3 separate regions of the Mus musculus genome follow, and regions 1 and 3 are each linked to region 2. Evidence: chromatin contacts called from public promoter capture Hi-C data. All regions are on one chromosome and are shown on one strand. Each heading gives the region's core, a stretch centred on a gene start, on an enhancer-like site or on the middle of the called end of the contact. The rest is flanking DNA. Distances are from core to core; before and after follow the strand shown. Region 1 holds the start of 9330136K24Rik (RIKEN cDNA 9330136K24 gene). Region 2 holds the start of Zscan10 (zinc finger and SCAN domain containing 10). Region 3 holds the start of Zfp948 (zinc finger protein 948).

Region 1 (2,700 bases), core at 51-2,550, 2.1 Mb after region 2:
TCTGTAAGCCATCTGATCCTTGATGGTTTTTTGAAGGCACAACCTAAGACTCATAAGTCAGGTAGTAGACTTCAGGGGCTGAGCAACTACACAAATATCTTTTCCTGTAAGCTTATAAAAGGAGGAAAAAAACCCAAAGAACAGAAAGCACAATGAGATCACATTCAGGTGCAGGAAGGGCTCTGCTCTGACTCAAGCCATTTTAGACTAACAGTTCATGTTGACCTTTAATTTGATAGGTCCTACGTAAGGCTTTGTGGAAATTCTTAAGATTAACAAACCTCAAACAGAACATAACAGGATACGTGATCAGCATGACCTTGCTCTGAGTCAAGTTATTTTTCTGTGTCAGTGACTGGCAGGCATGTTACAGCAACAATCTGAAATAGCTGGCATGCATGGAACAAAATGGCTACAGCTATTCTGAGATGGGGCAGACCTCAACAAGAAGACACATTTTTTTTTCTTTTTCTTAGCTGGCTTTCCTTCCTTGATTGTTTGCTTTCTTCCTTTCTTCTTTCCTTCCTTCATTATTTATTCTCTCCTCCTCTTTTTTTTTTTTTTTTTTGTAATTATTTTTATTGTTTTGTTTTTTGAGACAGTGTCTCACCATATAGCTCTGGCTGTCCTGGAACTCACTATATAGCCTTTGCTCCTGAGTGCTGAGATAAAACGTGAGTGTCACCAAGCCTGGCGCCACTCTTTTCACAATTTGCATCACAGATTGCATACGTTCCCGATGGAAAATTAATAGTAGATAGACAGTTTACTTTTAAAACTTAATTTTTACATCCATACCAGTAAAACTCACAACAAACAGTACAATCAAATTCATTTAAGTTTGCAGGAGTTCCTTTCGTGACTAAAAGCTCATGGGGAATCCACCACATGCCACTTTCTTAAATAGAGAAGTGGTAGAATACGGAAGTTAGTATGGATGATTGTAAATTTCAATAGCTTTGTCCTTTCCGTCATAGCAAAGAGAGCTGCGTTTTCAAATATTAACTGATAAATTCAAATATTCTACTAGATCAGCCAGAAGGTCAATAAAAAGAAATAGTATTATTCCAGTTAATATTACTGAAAATTTATCGACGAGGGTCTGACATCCACAGCACAATTTTGAGAGTCGTTATCCTTATGATCAGAGGGGAAATTGATCCCGCTCTGCTCCCCTCCCACTCCTGCCCATTCCCCAGCCCCGCCTCAGCTCCTCGGACCTGGAAGGTTCGAGCGCCTCCCTCCCTTGTCCCCACCCCCACTCCCACTTCCTCTCCCCCATCCCCCGCTGCTGCCTCTGCCAGCTGCTAAACTGCTGACTCTCCCAGGATGCTCAAAAGGTACCTGCGGTATAGGTAAGTTTTCCGGTTCTGCGAGCCCCGCCGTTTCCTCCATACTCAGGTCTCCACCACGCGATTCCACACTGTGCAGCCGCTCTACCCCTCAACCCCAACCCCAGCTCAGTCTTGTACCGGATTCTTGACACTCCAGACTTTGACTTTTTAGTCCCACTTCCCAAGCTAACACACCTTGCTTCCTAGCTTCCCTGGCCTCAGTCTTCTAATCCCACCCACACTACACCCTTCCTCTACACCCAGCCAATGTACCACATCTTCCATCCTCTATTTCTGGGCGAGTGGGCCCGCCCAGCGGAGACCGGCCCCTCCCACTCTGTCTCAGGCTTCTTTCTGCCACAGCTCTTCCCTTCAGGTTGCTCTGCACAGTCTCCCCACACTCTTGCAGCCAGTCTAGACCAGAACTATATCTGGTAGGACCCTGCACCCCGATATCTGATCCCCATAGTGAATTCTGAATCTTTCAGATGCAAAACAGACAACCTAAGATCCCCATCTCACTATCATCCTCTCCACCACATACTGCATACCAAACAACAGGCTAAATTCGGATGCCAGAGTCCCATCCCCAAAACACAAACATGAGAAACCAAAACCAAATACTTCAATTTTGATTTGGAGAGAGACTTTTCAGGAACGTGGATTTGGGGGAGGGGGGAGGTTGTCTCAAGAACTCAGTGGTCAGTGTTGGGGTCCAGCAGTAGCCCTACATGCCACACAAACCCTGATCTCAGTCAGACAAGGACAGATAATTGGATGCATACCCTAAGACTGATCAGAATTTGGGGGCTGAGCTACAACCACAAACACTTCTCAGGACTGGTTTAAGAATGAAAAAAATCACAATGCGCTCATATGCAGGTGCAGGAAGTGCTGACCTGTGGTTTTCTCTGACCCAAGCTATTTTTGCTAGCCAGACAGAGCAGTTCTATCTGACCTTTATTCTGATTGGTCCTAAGTGGAGCATATAATTTTCAAAGTTCTTAAGATTAACCAACTTCAGAACACACAGAAGATAACAGGGTATGTGGAACACGACCCTGCTCTGAGTCAAATTATTTTTCTGTGTCAATGACTAACTGGCATATTACAGAAACAATGTGAAATAGCTGGCAGGCATGGAACAAAATGGCTACAGCTATGTTACAGGGACAGACCTCAACAGTCAGGACTGAATTCATACTTCATTGAACTTCTTTCACCACTAGATGGCGGACATGTCATTTTAGTAAAGCAGAAACAAGTTTGTCTTCATGATTCCAAAAGTGCTTTGAGATAAAACCTAGAACTAACTCTCTCTCTCTCTCTCTCTCTCTCTCTCTCTCTCTCTCTCTCTCTCTCTCTA
Region 2 (2,700 bases), core at 133-2,632:
GGGCAACTTAGTGAGATTCTTTCTCAAAAATAAAAACACAAAGAGGGGTTGGAGTAGTATCTTCAGGGCCTGTGCCCAGCCAGCACATCGAGCCCTAATTTCTGGCTCACACACACAGGAAACAGCATTGCATTTCGCTGTCTGAAGAAGCATATGAAATATGATATGGAGGCGCTCCAGGCTCAGAGCGTGGCTGCTTTTCCGGAGCTCATGAGACTTCAAGTCCCAGAACTCACATGGCAACTCCCAACTGTTGGTGGGACCCAGTTCCCTCTTATAGTGCGCAGATGCACATTCATACAAACCCTCTGTATATAAAATAAATAAACCTTAAAAAAATAAAAACAATTAGAGAGTGAAGTCACTCTGGCCACTCTGCAGCAGATGCTCGTGAGTTCCAAGCGTTTAGCAGCCCAGTCAGTTGCCTGCTGCTCACTTCATCCCGCCCGGACTCACTTGCTAGATCAACCTATTAATCCTACAGGTTCAGAGAGTCCAAGGTGATTTACTCACAGCTTCACCCGGTGCTGCAATACTGCTTGCTAAAGTGGAAATGGGGTTCCGAACCCACTATTTGCGTCCTACCCCATGAAATTTTGCCAGTATTAGCTTGGAGTATGACAGCATAGATAAGAAAGAGAGAATTCTAGATTCTGGTCAAAGGCCCGCCTAACCACACAGCAGCTGGAATTTCTAGGTGAGGACTTGCCAGAGGTTTCCAAGAGATGGAATTCAGGCAAGTAGGCCTTAGAAAGCCTGTCCCTCCCCCAGGTCTCCAGGACAAAAGGCCTATTAATATGCACCTCTGTAGGGGGTTGGCTGGGTGTGGGGCGAGAAAGCTCTTTAGTGAAATCTGGCCGGTCTAAATTTGTATGTAGGTACTGCTATAAAATCCACCTACACACTAGGGAGCTAGAGTGGTCCTCTGCAAGAAATAACCCCCTTTCTCTGCTAGCAGTCTAACTTGCTCAACTCTGTTAACTTGTTTTTTTTTTTTTTTTTTTTTTTTTTTTTAAGGCAGAGATCCCCTTCTGGTGCTAGGAACGCATGGCATCGTCACTTCTGGGACCCTCCCTCATGTCTCCAAGGCCACAAATGCATCATGCTGTGTGGCCTTGGAGTCTCCAGCACGAGTTACCCGCTCATTATAACCAAGACTTTTCTAGCTCTCAGCCTACCAGTAGGTCCCCCGAAACACCCTTCACTCTCCACAGTGCTGTAAGCCTACACCCCAGCCCTCCAACTCACCACTCCAGGTACCGACGCCTGAGGCCGAGATGTTTGGGGATCCTTGGGAGAATTCAGGGTAAGAGGCAGCGTAGCCTAGTTTGGGAAAGGAATCCCGGGAAATGGAACAGGAAGTTCCCTGCCTGACCCATCCCTTTCAGGTAAGGGGATAAAGGGGCTTCCAGGAATTAACCCTTCACCTCCCAGTCTGGGTGGGGTAAGGAAGAGGGAGGAGCCAGAAACAAACCAAGGGAAAAGTGATGACTCCAGATTCTAACTTTGCCAAGCTTCTGTAAGAGTTAAGTTACTCTAAGCCAGAGCTTCTCCATCTACGCGGAGACAGACTGATGCCCTTTTGGGGCCAAGAGCTTCTGTTTTACGTGCTTGCTGTGTGTAGGCCTCTTTGCTTGGCTTTTCATTCATACAACAAATATTTATCTACATGTTTATTAAACAGCAGGCTCTAAGGACATGGAGCTAAACTGAGGAATGAGGCCCTGCCCCAGGTGGATTTGGGGTGTGGGGGTTGCATTCCAAGGAACAGATGAGACTGCAGTTGTAAGAAAATAAAATAGGTCAATTAGAGTGGAAAACACCTTTAATTCCAGCACTCAGGAGGCAGAGGCAGGTGGATCTCTTATTAGTTCAAGACCAGCCTGGTCTACATATTGAGTTACAGGTTATAGTTACGTGGTGAGACCTTGTCTCAAAGTAGAAAAGGAGGGGGACAGAAGGCAGGTGTGATGGTTTACACCTGCAGTGCTATCTTTTCCAGGTTCAGCTAAGGCTGGAAGAGTGCCCTGAATTCCAGATGGGCTTGGTGTAACAGAGTGAACTTGTCTCAAAAACTCAAAACCAAAGGGATACATCTCAGTTGGTAGAATGCTTTCCTGCCAAGCAGGAAGCACACATCATAAAATTGGGCATGATCGTGCACACTTGTAATCTCTGCATCTGGGAAATGGAGGCAGGCCTCTTTCAGCTAATATGAAGTCTGAAGTCACTGGGCTACATGAAATCCCGCCTCAAAACAAACAAACAAAAACCTGGGCCACTGACTTCCACAAGTAGTCCTCTGACTTCCACATGTGCCCCCACCCAACCTATAAATAAGTAAATAAATAAATGTAGTGAGAAAAAAATTAAAACATACACCGACAAGAAGATGTGATAAAGATGAGTGTTCCTCAGTCCATATAGCTTTTAAAAGTCTCCCCCACCAGAATCCTGCTAGTGGCTTTGTCCTACTAACAGCGCCCTCCGCCTCGCCCCGCCTCTCAGGAGAAGTTACCTCCACAAACCCTTTGGAGCCCACTTTAAAGTCAAACTCTCCCCTTTGCATTGATGGGCTTTCTTAGTTACATGCTCCCAAATACAGAGGAGGATTCCTTCCGGGAATCAGTGGTGCTATCTGGAGTGTCCACCCCGTTCTAGAGTGCACTACATCACTCGCGGGGTCAAGGAAACTCGGCG
Region 3 (2,700 bases), core at 61-2,560, 2.0 Mb after region 2:
ATTGACATTTTTCTAATATAGAAGAGTTAATTTTTCAAAAGACGCTTTATAGTTTTATAGTTTACAACAATACGTTTCATTCGTGTTTTCATTTTTCTTCTCCCGTTTCCAATAGACGGGATTTCTCCATAGCCCTGACTGTCCTTAAACCATGTCTGTATACCAGGATGACAAGGATCTTCTAGACCTACCTGCCTGTTTCCCAAGATAGGGATTAAAGATTTGTGCTTATAATGTCCTTTCTAACTGTGAACTGTAACAGATGTGCAGCTTAGTTGTCATGTGGGCCCTGTAACAACTGGAGCAGAGCCTGTCTCTGACTCTGTTGTCTGCCTTTGGATTCCTTTTCCAACTGGGCAGTCTTGTCTAGCCTCAATGGTAGATAAGCCTAGTCCTACTGCAACTAGACTGGCTGAGCCACTGGACTCCTCCCCTTCTCTGAGGAGAAATGGAGGAGGAAATTGGTGGAGGAGAAGCAGGAGGAATGGACTGGGAGGAGAGGAAGTGGGGGGAGGGGTGGTGTTTGCGATAGAAGTGTAAAGTAAATAAATTAATAATGAGAAATAAAAGTTTACTTATAAATGTTAATGTTCACAACCATACCTATGTAATTTGCAAAAATAAAATATTCTTTCAGATTATTTGCAACCACTCCTTTATATATAGTATCTAAAAGATATCCGGGGATGCCAAGTCACTGTAAGTCTCCTGGTAAAACAGGCCAGTTAGAGTGAATGAATGTAAATTTCAAGAGCTTTTTCCTTTTAACCTGAACAAACAGAATTGGTTTTCAAAAATCAATACATAAATTCAAATATTCTACTACAGTATTCTAATAGGAACATTTGGCATTCAGAAGTCAATTTAAAAAAAAAAAAAAAAAAAAACAGGATTAGTCCGATTTATGTGAGCTAAAAGTTCTCGACAAGGGAAGAAAGACATCTACAGCAGAATTCCCGAGCCAGGTTCCTTAGAAGCAGAAGACAAACCGATCACACCCTGTTCCCTTCCCGCCCTTTTCCAACCCCACAGCTCCTCTGACCTGGGCGGTTCCAGGGCCGCCTGGCTCCGGTTCTCGCCGCTTTGCGACTGATTGCTGATTCCTCCAGGATGCCCCGCAAGGCACCCGCGGCTGCCTGGAGTTTTAGCTTCCCACGAAGTCCTCTGTGTCCTCTGACCCCAGGTCTGAACCACGCGATTCCCCACGGGGCAGGGCCGCGAGCTCTGGACCTGACAGGTCCTTGACACTTCTGGTTCTTCGTCCCACGTTTCCAGCCTCCCACACCCAGTTTCCAGCTTCCGTTCACGTCACTGCCCTAACTCCTCCCACTGGGAATACTCCTCCCACTCGGAACACTATGTTTTCCACCCCCACCTAATGTCTAACAACCTTCCACCATGTTTCTGGGTGAATATCCCTGCCCCGCGAACACGTCCCTCCCACTTTGTCTCAGGCTTCCTGCCATACAGCTCCAGCTGTCAGGCTGCTTCGGACCCGCTATGCACAGCCTCCCAGTGGCCACTGTCTGCCTAGACCAGAACTGGGCCTAATAGGACGCTGCACCCCGGTATCTGATCCCCATCCTGGGTACTGAATCCTTTAGATGCAAAATAGCCTAAAACTAGCCTCTAGGACACATACTTCATACCAAACAATAACAGGCTAACTTGAGAAGCCAGAGTCCCATTCCCAACACACAAACATAGGAAGCCAATACCAAATTCTGAAAATTTGACTATGGTACAGACATTCAAAGAACTTGGATTTTGAAAAAAAAAAAGAAAGGTGTCTAAAGAAGTCAGTAGTCATCGTTTTGTCATCAGCATAGGGCTGAAGTCATCCCGCACTGTACTGCTTTCACCACTAGATGTCATTTTACTAACTCAGAAAGGCATTTGTCTTCTGTGAGTCATTCACGAGGCTCTTTTCTCATGACAGATTTCTGGTGGATGCAGACTCTTGGCTAGCCCAGTCGCAAAAAAAAAAAAAAAAAAAAAAAAGTAAAGTACGTGGTTCTAGTCATAAAAAAGTCTGTTACTCTATAACAACTCCAGCTCTGGGAACACTGAGGAAGAAGAGTAGGTTAGGAAATAAGGGAAAGAGGGAAAAGGGCTAAGACACACCATCCTCTAGATCCCATACAACTATTGTAATCAGTAACCAACAGCAACTGTCCTTCCCTGCACTGGCCTCACACAAGACCACAGTCAGTCTAGGAAGTGGAACAGCTCTCTATATGTTGGCTATGGATAGAGTGTAGAAGAATCACTGCCTTTAGTTGTCATCCTATACTGAGCACATCAGACTCCAGCAAGGTCTCACAAATGACTCTGGTTCATCTCAGTGATCCCAGGCAAAAATGAATGGAGATGAACACAGTAGAGTGACTGTTGGAACTGTGGACCATAGTGAAGAGGTAGGAGGTGAGAGTGGCAGTATTTGAAGTGGGCACAGAAACACACAATGCTGTCATGTGTGTGTGTCTGTGTTTGTGATATATCTAATAATAGAAAAGGGGGGGGGGTATTTATTCATCCATTCATTATAGACAGAGTTTCTCTGTGTGTACCTGTGTTTAAAAGCTGGTGCTAAGCCGGGTGTGGTGGCGCACACCTTTGATCCTAGCACTCGGGAGGCAGAGGCAGGTGGATTTCTGAGTTAGAGGCCTGCCTGGTCTACAAAGTGAGTTCTAGGACAGC

Evidence for each region. Promoter capture Hi-C pulls out the DNA fragments that hold promoters and counts their contacts.
Region 1: a contact with region 2 is called in a promoter capture Hi-C map of hippocampal neurons, with 4 times the contacts expected there. The contact joins the promoter of 9330136K24Rik here to the promoter of Zscan10 in region 2. A contact is called at or near these places in 5 of 39 promoter capture datasets (the C10 cell line, cranial neural crest, embryonic stem cells and 2 more), 2 of 115 datasets of contacts at active chromatin or transcription factors (embryonic stem cells and stem cell-derived neural progenitor cells) and 1 of 9 other capture datasets (adipose tissue).
Region 3: a contact with region 2 is called in a promoter capture Hi-C map of liver, with 8 times the contacts expected there. The contact joins the promoter of Zfp948 here to the promoter of Zscan10 in region 2. A contact is called at or near these places in 4 of 39 promoter capture datasets (hippocampal neurons, liver, pre-B cells and 1 more) and 1 of 9 other capture datasets (liver).

The regions. Positions count from the first base shown.
Region 1 is chr17:21,534,478-21,537,177 of GRCm38.p6, reverse strand. It overlaps 9330136K24Rik (RIKEN cDNA 9330136K24 gene), which reads left to right and starts at 1,300. Exons shown (of 3, transcript NR_131123.1): 1 at 1,300-1,355. Zfp52 (zinc finger protein 52) reads right to left here and starts at 1,639. Exons shown (of 5, transcript NM_144515.2): 1 at 1,345-1,639.
Region 2 is chr17:23,599,508-23,602,207 of GRCm38.p6, reverse strand. Zscan10 (zinc finger and SCAN domain containing 10) reads right to left here and starts at 1,382. Exons shown (of 7, transcript NM_001289481.1): 1 at 1,249-1,382. It also overlaps a transcript of Zfp13 not described here.
Region 3 is chr17:21,565,588-21,568,287 of GRCm38.p6, reverse strand. It overlaps Zfp948 (zinc finger protein 948), which reads right to left and starts at 1,310. Exons shown (of 6, transcript NM_001002008.2): 1 at 1,043-1,310.